Linked DNA regions of Gossypium raimondii: region 1 is linked to region 2. The links are chromatin contacts, called in public Hi-C maps. All regions are on one chromosome and are shown on one strand. Each heading gives the region's core, a stretch centred on a gene start, on an enhancer-like site or on the middle of the called end of the contact. The rest is flanking DNA. Distances are from core to core; before and after follow the strand shown. Region 1 holds the start of LOC105763725 (vesicle-associated protein 1-2). Region 2 holds the start of LOC105763715 (cytochrome b5 domain-containing protein RLF).

The links. A called contact is a pair of places that touch in the nucleus more often than the background predicts.
Region 1: a contact with region 2 is called in a Hi-C map of leaf, with 2.4 times the contacts expected there. The contact joins the promoter of LOC105763725 here to the promoter of LOC105763715 in region 2. A contact is called at or near these places in 2 of 2 Hi-C or Micro-C datasets (both in leaf).

The regions. Positions count from the first base shown.
Region 1 is chr12:33,841,337-33,846,764 of ASM2569854v1, forward strand. LOC105763725 (vesicle-associated protein 1-2) reads right to left here and starts at 3,511. Exons shown (of 6, transcript XM_012582051.2): 1 at 3,293-3,511; 2 at 3,105-3,175; 3 at 2,332-2,413; 4 at 1,939-2,225; 5 at 170-247. The coding sequence starts at 3,344. It overlaps LOC105762129 (SPX domain-containing protein 3-like), which reads right to left. Exons shown (of 2, transcript XM_012580037.1): 2 at 5,196-5,428. The coding sequence ends at 5,196.
Region 2 is chr12:33,595,124-33,600,840 of ASM2569854v1, forward strand. LOC105763715 (cytochrome b5 domain-containing protein RLF) reads right to left here and starts at 2,858. Exons shown (of 7, transcript XM_012582042.2): 1 at 2,700-2,858; 2 at 2,462-2,585; 3 at 2,066-2,288; 4 at 1,734-1,904; 5 at 1,494-1,628. The coding sequence starts at 2,500.

The DNA.
Region 1 (5,428 bases), core at 2,261-4,760, 250 kb after region 2:
TCTGATGTAAGGTCGGGATAAGCTCATATCGATGTCAGAACAATACAGGACCCTTTGCAGAAAATGACCATGATTGAATGATATTATCAACTGATATAGCTTAACATATTAGCATTTGGTGTTCTTAAATCTTTATGTTATGAGTTGAGGATCCAATGATTAAACTTACCAGTTCTTGCTGGAGCTTGTTATTTTCCAGAATGGTGGCGTTTTTCTCCTCATTTAGCTTGGAAATGAGAGCCCTTTTCTGCAATTAAAAGTATCTTTCAGAATGATAATTTTTTGGGGGGGCTGGGGTTAAATTGCAAATTCTAAACATAGCTTCAGTGATAGAGAAAAAGGAACATATCTTTCAAGTGTTTTTTTTTTTCACGGATGATAATTCTTTTTAACATGTTTCGATTTGATTATGTTCATATAAAAATAATGCAAAAGAGCCTTTAACGTGAGTAATAATAAAAAATTTGGGTAAACTATACTAACAATAGTCACTCAACTATTAGTATTTTTTTTGGTTACCCAACTATATAAAAAGTTATGATCACCCAGGTATTATTAAATTTCTTCTTTGATCACCCAACTATTCAATTTTGTCTCTTTTAATCACTAGCAAGCTAACGACGGCAAGTAATTTGATCTTTTTTCCAATTTTACTTTTCTTTACGACCCCTTTCACCTAAAAAACTAAAATTTATTACTAAATTTAATTAAAAATATGCAAATAATAATAACAATAATAACACCCAAAAATCCAGAATTTTTGTCTTTTATTTTCTTTTAAATTAACCCTCAATGTCAAAAAGAAAAGCAAAACTGCAAATATATATATATATATACAAAATGTGTAAATGTTAAGAATTAATTTTTTTCAAAAATCAAGACTAAATTGACATAATTTATAAATGTTGAGAGTTAAAGTTGCTATTATGCCAATTTTAAAAGCTGCTAGCTGGTGATTAAAAAAAGATAAAATTGAGTAGTTAGGTGACCAAAAAAGAAACTAATAATTGAATGGCCATTTTGTAACTTTTTATAGTTGGGTGATCAGAAAAGAAATTTACTAATTGTTGGGTGACTACTAGTGTAGTTTATCCTAAAAGAATACCAGCATTTGTTATCCGACAAGGTGATAGTGCCATGTTTAACGCAGGGCTATGTTAGATCCATGCTTATTTCTCACATCAAGTGCATTCGAAAAGAAAAGACCAAAGGTTGAATCTTAAACGTGTACCTGACATTAGTGTTCATCTTAAATGAAACAAACTTCTATAGGTTTTCAGAGCAGGTTGTTTGCCTACGTGAGTGTACCCTAATATAGGAGTCTAGTACTCCTGACATCGTACCACCTCGTGGTTAAATCATGCAAGGAAGTAATAGAAGTCGGAACCACCTTTTAGATGAGAAATTTCAGTGACTACTAAAGGATTGTCCGGCATAGTGGGACACTTCTCTTCGTATGAAAAGAAAGGAGACAACGTTCATTCCTATCCTTCTTGACAGCGTTCATATTTTTATGCTCCTAGATAGTCCTAAGAACCGATCTAAACACACGACAAGAAAATGGAATGAGAAAAGGTCTGGGTAATATCACTATCTAAGTGATATTCATGTTCATCCTTGCTATAGGGAAGCTAATACGTGAAGATAATTCACTTGTTAATACGGAACCACTCTCACTACATATAAGTTTATAACAACGACAAAAGTGTCGTTATGGCATTAACAGGGTATGTTAAAATTGCTCTTTAAACCACTATGTAAAGTCAGCAAACACAAGCCCAATACGAAGTAGTTTTCATTAGAAGCGACTAAGCGACACCTAATCTATCTCCAAAGAAGATATGGCCAACCAAATAGACTACAACTTACAACAGCCACTCGGAATCAGTAAGCTCAAAACATGATTCGATGTCAAACATAGAGACAAGGAATACTCACAGATGCCAAATCTGCACTGTTGTAGCTACCATTGTCTGAAACGGAAGCCCGAGGTGAAGAGCCTTCTTCGGATCCTTCTTTAACAGGTGAAGGAGGTCGAGGAGGTGCTACGTAAGCAACCCTCAATTTACACTCCTCAACATGATGTCCGGATTCTTTATTAAACTAGACCGAAAAGCAAACAGTTAGAAAACAAAAAACCCAAACTTAAAATCAAATCTGGTCGAGTAAAAACTTATCTTTGCATTGCATATCAGGGGGTGCTTCCTTTTGAGCCTGCATCATAACTGATTCCATAAATTAACCAATTAAACTATGATTTCAAGATTTGAAGATGATACATGATTAACAACAAGTAATTATATATAAGTTCGAGTTTTGTGAGAGAGAGACCTGTAACGTTCCATGTAGACCAAGGCAGAACAACTCCATTGTTAGGCTTTACACAGTATTTCCTTGGGTTTGTCGTTTTGACCTGGAAAACAACATACATAAAAAAGCTTTGTTACCATAAATCGCTAGCTCCATAGAGATTTTCGGTAAAAGATTCATGGAGGCCCTTGTACTAGGAGTCAGGTTACATTTTGCTCCCTTCACTCAAAAAATGAGCAAATTAGTCCTTGTACTTTAGATCAAAGAGCAAATTATTCCTATTAAAAGTTCCATCCATTTTTACTATTAAAAACCGAACTGTGTATATAACCATGAGGTACACGTGGCATGGTTATTCCATCAATCACGTCAATGTTTTTAACAATAGAAATGAATGAAATTTTGAATAGAAAGACCAGTTTGCTCTTTATACGTCGTACAAGAACTAATTTGCCCATTTTCCGAGTAAAGAAAGCAAAATTCGATCTGACTCATAGTATATACTCTATAATACTTTTACTAGCAATTTTCGAATTGGTACGCATGTTTCAAAACAAATAACACTAGCAATCCTACTTTATTATAAAATTATTGAGTAAAACAAATAATTCACAAACTCCAGAATTTATATATATATCTATATATAGAATTATGTATTTACATAAACAAAAAACAATACATATATGATCAAAAATTAAGTTTAATAAATCGAATATAAAACCAGATAATCTTATTTACAGCAAAATCCCATATTAATTTACTCACAGGAGATTTAAGAAATAGCTTAATTTTACCTTAAAAGCCACATAATTGTTGGTCTTGTTGGACAGATTTAAAGAACATGAAATCTGCTTTTTCAAGTCAACTAAATTCAAGAACAAAAATTGTTAAAATTTTCGAAAAAAGCAGTGGAAACGATGAAGATATGGATCTGTAAAGCAACAAAAAAAGTTAATTTTGTAAAGCTTTGAAAGATGCTTACAGGGAAATTGAAGCTCTTGAGGATCGATGCTGAGAAGTTCGCCGGTGGTCATCTTAGTGAGAGGGTCGCCGGAGATATGAACTATTGGCGGAGGGTTTGGGTCTACGGCGTGAGAGGATTAGAGGTGGAGATTAAGACAACGGTGAGCGGTCTTCGAGAGAGAGGTGAAAAGCAAGAAGCGTGGGACAGTGAGGTTTGACTTGTTGTGTCCGGTTCTATTTATTACTGTGGTTATGAAAATTATATGTGAACTTATTTATCAAGTTTATGAACCAAAAATAACATATTGCCTATTGATACTACTATAAAACATTTCATTCAAGTAGTAAATATTATTATAATGGCATTTCATTGTGTAAAATAATCTAATATATTTTAAATATGTACTATTATTCGGTATATTACTCATAAAAGAACCAGTTAATGAATTTAATGATTAAAATTTTAAATTTTAGAAAATATAGAGACAAAAATGATCAAATGAAAACATGGACTAAATGTAGAATAAATTAAGCACAAGCTTGAAACAAAAACGAGGTTAAATTTAAAAGATTTTTTTAAAATATATGTATCAAAATTTAAACATTTAGTGCAGTTTGCATGAATAATTTAAATTAAATACGTTAAATCTAAATTGTTCATGCAATATATAGATGTGTTTGAGATTTGAAGAGTGCATTTTAAATATACTCTACTTTATATCTAAACTAGCATTTAACATTCAAACTAAAGTTAGGTCGATAAAATAACCTAATCGATGTAATACCAATAAGTTGAAAACTTGAAGGTTCTAAAGTTTAAACACTAATTTAAAATTCTAACTATGCTTGAGGACCTCTATGGCAATTAACCCCAAAGAGAGAAAATTGATATAAGAAAACCTTGATTAATTATCATAAGCATATCGATATATTTATGCTAACTTTTTTTCATTCTATTACATTAAAGAAATCACATTAAAATTGACGATTAAGTATTAACTCGATTAGTGCGGGTATTGTTATCAATACAAAAAGACGTAGGTTTAAGTATGCTGAAACACATTATCTTTCTATATATGGGTAAGGGAGAGACTATGCGTAAAACATTGTATCAAAAAGAGCCATGTATAAAAAAAAATCACATTAAAATTTAATTTACTTTTGGTATAAGTAATTATATTACAAAACATTAAATGGGCAAGCGAAATGAAACATCAATGTTTGAACCTAGTCTAAATCAATTTTAACAATTTCGTCATTCAATCAAATCTGCATCATATTACAATCTCATTTGTAAAAATAAAATATATTATCTGAAACTTGGCCCTTAAATTATATCTCAATTTTCGATTAGCTTTTATTTTTGTCAAAAGTGGACTATAAACTATTAATTTTGCCCCAATTTATCTAAAACAAAATATCAGTCAATCATGACATATCACATCCTTACAAGATTTCGTAAACTTTTTAGATAAAATGAGACAAAATTGGGTAATAATATCATATAGACCATATTGTATTTTGTTCCCTTTACTCAAAAAACGTATAAATTGGTCCCTATACATTAGATCAAAGAGTAAATTGGTATTTTTTGTTAAAAACTCATCTATTTGTATTATTAAAAATTGGCGCAACTGGCAGAATAACCAAACAGTGAGACGTGGCGTGCCACGTGTACCTTATACTGATGTACAAGGACTAGCTTTTAACAGTAGAAATTGATAAAAATTTTAATAAAATGACCAGTTTACTCTTTGAGCTAACATACATGAATTAATTTGCCCATTTTTTGAATAGAGGGGTAAAATGCAACTAATAGTTTAATGACCACTTTCCGACAAGAAAACTATAAGGACCAATTCTGAAAATTAGGGTATAATATAGGGACCAATTTACAAATAAAACCCAAAATCCATAGTTTCTCAAAGAATGGGGATTGGTGAGTTGAGTTGGAAGGAGTGAATGAGATGACTGTGGGACAAGTTAAGAGGAGGCAAAGAGAAATGGTCTTTAGTAGAGCTCACTCTTCTAATTTCTTCCATGGTTAATAGTGCTGCAACAGTGTTTCTAAATATCCCTTTCACTGGCTCTGTTGCTACCATTATTGCTCCTTTTTGTTCCTTTGTTTCTTCTTTATCTTCTTCAATGGGGAATA
Region 2 (5,717 bases), core at 1,608-4,107:
TCTATAATCTAATGTATCTTATGTAATAGTTATATTGGTATACAATTATTTTCCTATTAAAATCTATTTCAGAAACATAACATTATATATTTGAATTTGTAATAATCATTTTTAATATTTAAAATATAGTTTATATATTCAACTTAAATTTTACAAACAATTCATATTAATTGCTTAAAAAATGTAAAATTTATATTTCATATATCAAAATATTAATAATATCATATTCTTATATTTTTAAAGAAATATCATAATATTAATGAAATTTAACATCATTTAAATGCATATTTCTTACTTTACAACATTACATCTAAAATGGACTTTTTATTTCTCAAAAGCATTTTTTGATAACATTACAAAACACTTGAACCTTAAACCAAACTTTTCAAGAGCACTTCTCAAAAGCAACGAAGAACTAGCCCTTACTAAAGTTGGACCATGTTCCACCCCACACTCTTCCTTATATTGCATTTGTTGGTTTCTATTGCAATCCTCCATAGACCTTGCTAGAAGAAGCAGTTTCCTTACCACAGTAACTGCCTTTGGAAACACCATCTACCCTACTAGATAAAGGTCTCCTTGCACCATAGAGTAAAACTCTTTTCTCAGCTTGTAAGTCATAACATCGAGCATCTTCTAAATTATAGACAAACCATCCCCAGTTCATCTCTAATACTTAAATCCAAACTCACAAGATAACGAGCTCTTAGCTGATCAATAGTTTCATTCAAACCAACTCTAATAAACAGATTACTAAATTCAGTAGCGTAGTGATCAACAGACTTATCAAACTGTCTGAGCAAGTAAAATTTTCCATAAAGTTCAACAGCATAAGCTGCTGGTAGAAACTGTATCTGCATCTTCCCTTTCATGTAAACCCAAGAACCAATTTTTTGCTGTCCTTGACATGATCATACTCTCTTCCACCATTGCAGTACAACGCCATTTAATTTCAGCTTCACAAATAGAAGCTTTCTAGGTTCAGCCACGGGTTTCCACTCAAAATAATGTTCTACCATGGCTTCCCAATCCACATATTCTTCAACATGTAATGTCCCATGGAAATGATCCAGTAGAGTATTTATTCTAGAACTCTTACTACTTAGAGTCTTATACTGATAAAATACCATACTCAAATAAAATAACAGAAAAACAAACTTTAAATAATTAAACTAATATGGCACTCCTGCATCAGATGCGTTCACTGAAAACCAAATCCAGAAAACTAAAAATAAGAAGGAATATTCTTTTCAAATTATAGAGTTCATAGGAAGATAAACCTTCAGATAAATGCCACATATCCCTATACTGCAAAAACTAGAAGCTGACTAGAATAGAAGATAGACTTCCAACAAATAATAAATAAGAATGCCTTAGAGAAAACTGCAGATTATCTACTCGGGCCAGATAAATCTAACACAGATTTATCAAAGAATAGAGTGTTCATTCTGTCAAAGGTTAAAACTTCCACAATTGAAAAACCACGTACGTACCTCCAGGGTGAAACTTCATGTATGGAGATATATTGTAGACACGTCCTTTCAGAACAGTCCACATGGAACCTTCTTTTTGATTTTGCTTAACTTCACTCATTGAAACAAGCCTCCTATTTGACTGCCCTTTCAATCCTGAAACACAATTTTTGGTGAAACATAGAAGAAACATGCAGTTGGCATTACATTTTGAAGAGTTAAATGAGAGGGGAACGTCCTAGGAAATGTTTCGCATCATACCTGCAAGGTCAGGATGCGTTTGAGTAAGCTTAAGCCAGTCCATTTGACTATATCCCTTCTCAAAAGGAACCTTGGTCCGAGGTGCAGACTTTCTGGTAGAACTTCTTGCTTTTTCTGACTTCATTGCTGGAGCACCCGCATCTACAGATGCTACTTGTCTTGATGATTCACCTGATGATTTCAAACATGAAGCATCAATAACATTGAAAGTCAAAGAACCAACAGTAGCCTGATCTACAAAGGTAGCATTATTTGGATGTTTATCTTTCCAGGGAAAACCACCATTCTTACTACTATCGCTGCAGTTTGAGGATCGTCTTTAATGGCAATACCTGATGATTTCAAACATGAAGCATCAATAACATTGAAAGTCAAAGAACCAACAGTAGCCTGATCTACAAAGGTGGCATTATTTGGATGTTTATCTTTCCAGGGAAAACCACCATTCTTGCTACTATCGCTGCAGTTTGAGGTTTCGTCTTTAATGGCAATACCACCAATATCAGCTGCAAGATTCTTTTCCTCCACACCATTTTGATCAGTCGGTAACCCAACCTAAACCAGAAACCATATATTTAACTATTCTTACAAAAAAATGATAATATCCGGCACTCAAGTTTATATCGGGAGTAAAAAAGAACAACACATCTTATTCTTGATACATTACGTCAATACACCAAATGAAAAGATGTACTTTAAGGTCATGAAAATTATAGAATTTAACTTGCCTTACAAAAGGTGAAATCATCATTGCTGTTGTTGTCCATGCTATGAGGGGGGACTAAGATTTACAAAATCAAGTCAGGCAACAGTTCCTCTCAAGTGATACAATTACAGCAGCTCTTAGACCATCTGCAATTTCAAAATCAGAAAGATTTCAGAAAACGATGATATAAGAATGCCATTAATCAAGGAAATAAGGACAAATTACAAACTAAAATATTAGAATCTGTTGCTCGGACTCGCCCGAACGAAGGCAACACCCTTGTCGACGCGGCTAAGGACACAGGAGATGTGGCCGATCCGAAGAAAAGCACTGGAAAAGAAGAAAAAGTACGAGAGGGTGGAAAAAGAGGGAAATAAAAACCCGCCGCTGGAAAGAAAAGAAACTAGGGCACAGATGCATGCATGGGCTAAGGGTTTATGGGCTTTAGTCTGGGTTTTTTTAAATTTAATTAAAGTTTTATTTAGATCTTAGTTGAATAATAAGACATTATTTCAAAATAAATGTAAATTAATCAATATGTTTAATAAATTTTTATTTATAATGTGAAATTTACCAACTATTCTTATTTTTATTTATGGATCATAATACTATGTTAAATTTGAATTTAATGTTCTAAAATCTAAAAAGAAATAAAAGAATGTTATAAAATAAAATGATAAAGAACAAAAAAGAAATATGTATTTAGTCACCAATAGGAATATTTATAATACTTCTCTAAAACTTATATTTATAAATATAAGTAGTAAACGAAATCAAATTCGCTCCTAACGGATATTAAAGTCCTAAGTACATCAAGCTTCTTATCCTAAAAGACATACACTTTATAATAATAAAATATTTATAACACTCCCCTTAAATGTTTATTTATAGATAACATGCCTCGTTACAATTTTATTAAGATAAAATCATGTTGGAAAAATTCTTAGTAAAAAAAAGAGTACACATATCTATAATATGGATAACATGCTACCTCATTAAAAGTCTTATCAAGAAAATTGACAAAACCTCAATTAAATGAAAGATAGTACATGTATTTACTCCTTCTCATGACAACATCACATGATATCACATATTCTACATATTTCAATATTGAATATATTAAATTTGCAAACGATCATTTGAAGAGATTTAATAAATGTTTATATCATCATTCTTCTAAAAGTCATAAGTGAGAAATAATCATAGCAAACTTTCATTATGATCCTTCTATAAAACACATATGTTTAAATAATTTTAAACCATATAAATATTTACACAAACATATTGAACAATTTTCCAAAAATTATATATGCTTCTAGTATTCTAAATCCTTTATGGATTTTAATATAAACTTTACTATATAGTGATTCATCTAAAATTTATAACAACAATCATAAGTCGCATATCAAATCTTTCATTAACTACCACACTAATAAGATATTTACAAGTTATTACATTCAACACAAAAGAAAATATTTTCATAAACAATGCTAAGACTTAACAAAAACTTATTTTTTTATTTCATTTTCACAAAACTTACTCATTTGTATCCCGTTAGTTTTATACGTTTAGATGTATGGACTCTTGGTCCAAAAACTTCCTCAATTTAATTTTACTTGAATTGTGTATTTCTATTTTAGTCAATCTATTCCATGTCTATATTTATCGACAAATTTATTCAAGATCCACATTTCCTTTCATTCTTTCAACATTGCAAAACTATTGTCAACAACTATTCATTTCGGTTCCAAATTTTTTATTAACATAACTTACTAAGATCTCTTCATTTTCATTATTTTTATCTCCAAGTGTCACACTTGGAAGCGTTAAATAGTAAGTATAACAATAATTCTGGATATCTAATTATAAAGCTTTCTGTTTAAGAGGACCTTAGTGTAATTATGTGAATCTTGTTAACTGAATTTTTTTAGTGGGAAACATTATGACGAGGAACATTAATTTTAATTCTGACGAATTAGTTTTGGTGAATGAGTGTAAGAAGGTTATATAGGAGATGAATGTCATTCTCCTTAAAGTAGTCTCTCATTTTTGTATTCATTATCTTTCTTCTATCTTCTTCTTTGGTTATTTGGTAAGAGAGACAAGTTAATGAGCAATCTGCATGGGGGGAGAAATTAACATATTAGCTTATGAAATTGAGAATTTAGTAAACTAGTAATCTTTTAACTCTTCTATATATTTTGATTGAGGAAAAGAGGGAGAAAATTAAGGATTTCAATTAATTCATTAAATTTGTATTATGATGATTAAGGTCATAGTTAGCCTTTAAAGTTTCTTTGCATGCAAATGAATCATGGTTTTCTTTACATGTGTATGCCTTTGTTTTGATTCTGATATGGTCAAGCTTAGGTAACTAAGAAAGAGGAGGCTCAAGCAATAAGGGCAAAATTAAGCAGATCTAGTCGGTATTAGCTTTTAGGTATTTTGTTGGTGAGTTTCTGAACTCAAATCCTCAGTGTTTTTTATGTATATCAGTACTGTGTTGTTGTGGTATGTTTGATTTCATGTTCTGCTAATGATGAGGAGATGAATTATTATGAGATGTTTTTTGTGCTATTAAAGCATGCAAAGTGTTGATTTACAAATGCATGTATGGTTGAATATATAAGTTTTTTTTTGATGAACTGTTACTGGTAAAGTAATTACTGAAGGGGTTATCATTAATATGGTCCGATAGAAGATATGTTTAGTATGATCTATGTTGTGTTATTCACAGTATGTTTAGTTGAATGCTTGCTATATGTCAATCATGAAAATGAATGGTATGTGAAGTATGGAGGGATGTAATGGCAGATGAAAGATGAAATGTCATGTTGTGCACTCTATGCCACATGTTAATTGGTTTTACGGAGGTTCGGGTGGGTTGTACGAAGAATGTATACGCATGATATTTGGCTTTGTGAATGATCGATTGGATTGTATGAAGATATATGCGCGCATGTATATGATAACCTTATGTGGATTCTTTCAAGTATAAGACCATGCAGAGTCTAAGGCTTAAACCTCATGTATGTGAGTAAGCTCCATGGCCATGGGCACACGCAAGATAAGACAGTCCGCTGGACTTATCTCATGTTTCAAGTTACGACAAGTCGCTGAACTTATTCTCAAAGCTTCATGACAAATTTATACGTGGAATTCCACCATGCGAAGTCCACGAAATAGTTTGCATATAAGAATCCATATCTATATGGATCCGCATGTATGAGTCTACCACATATGAGTCTGCATTCATGGATTTTCTATCTGAATTCGTA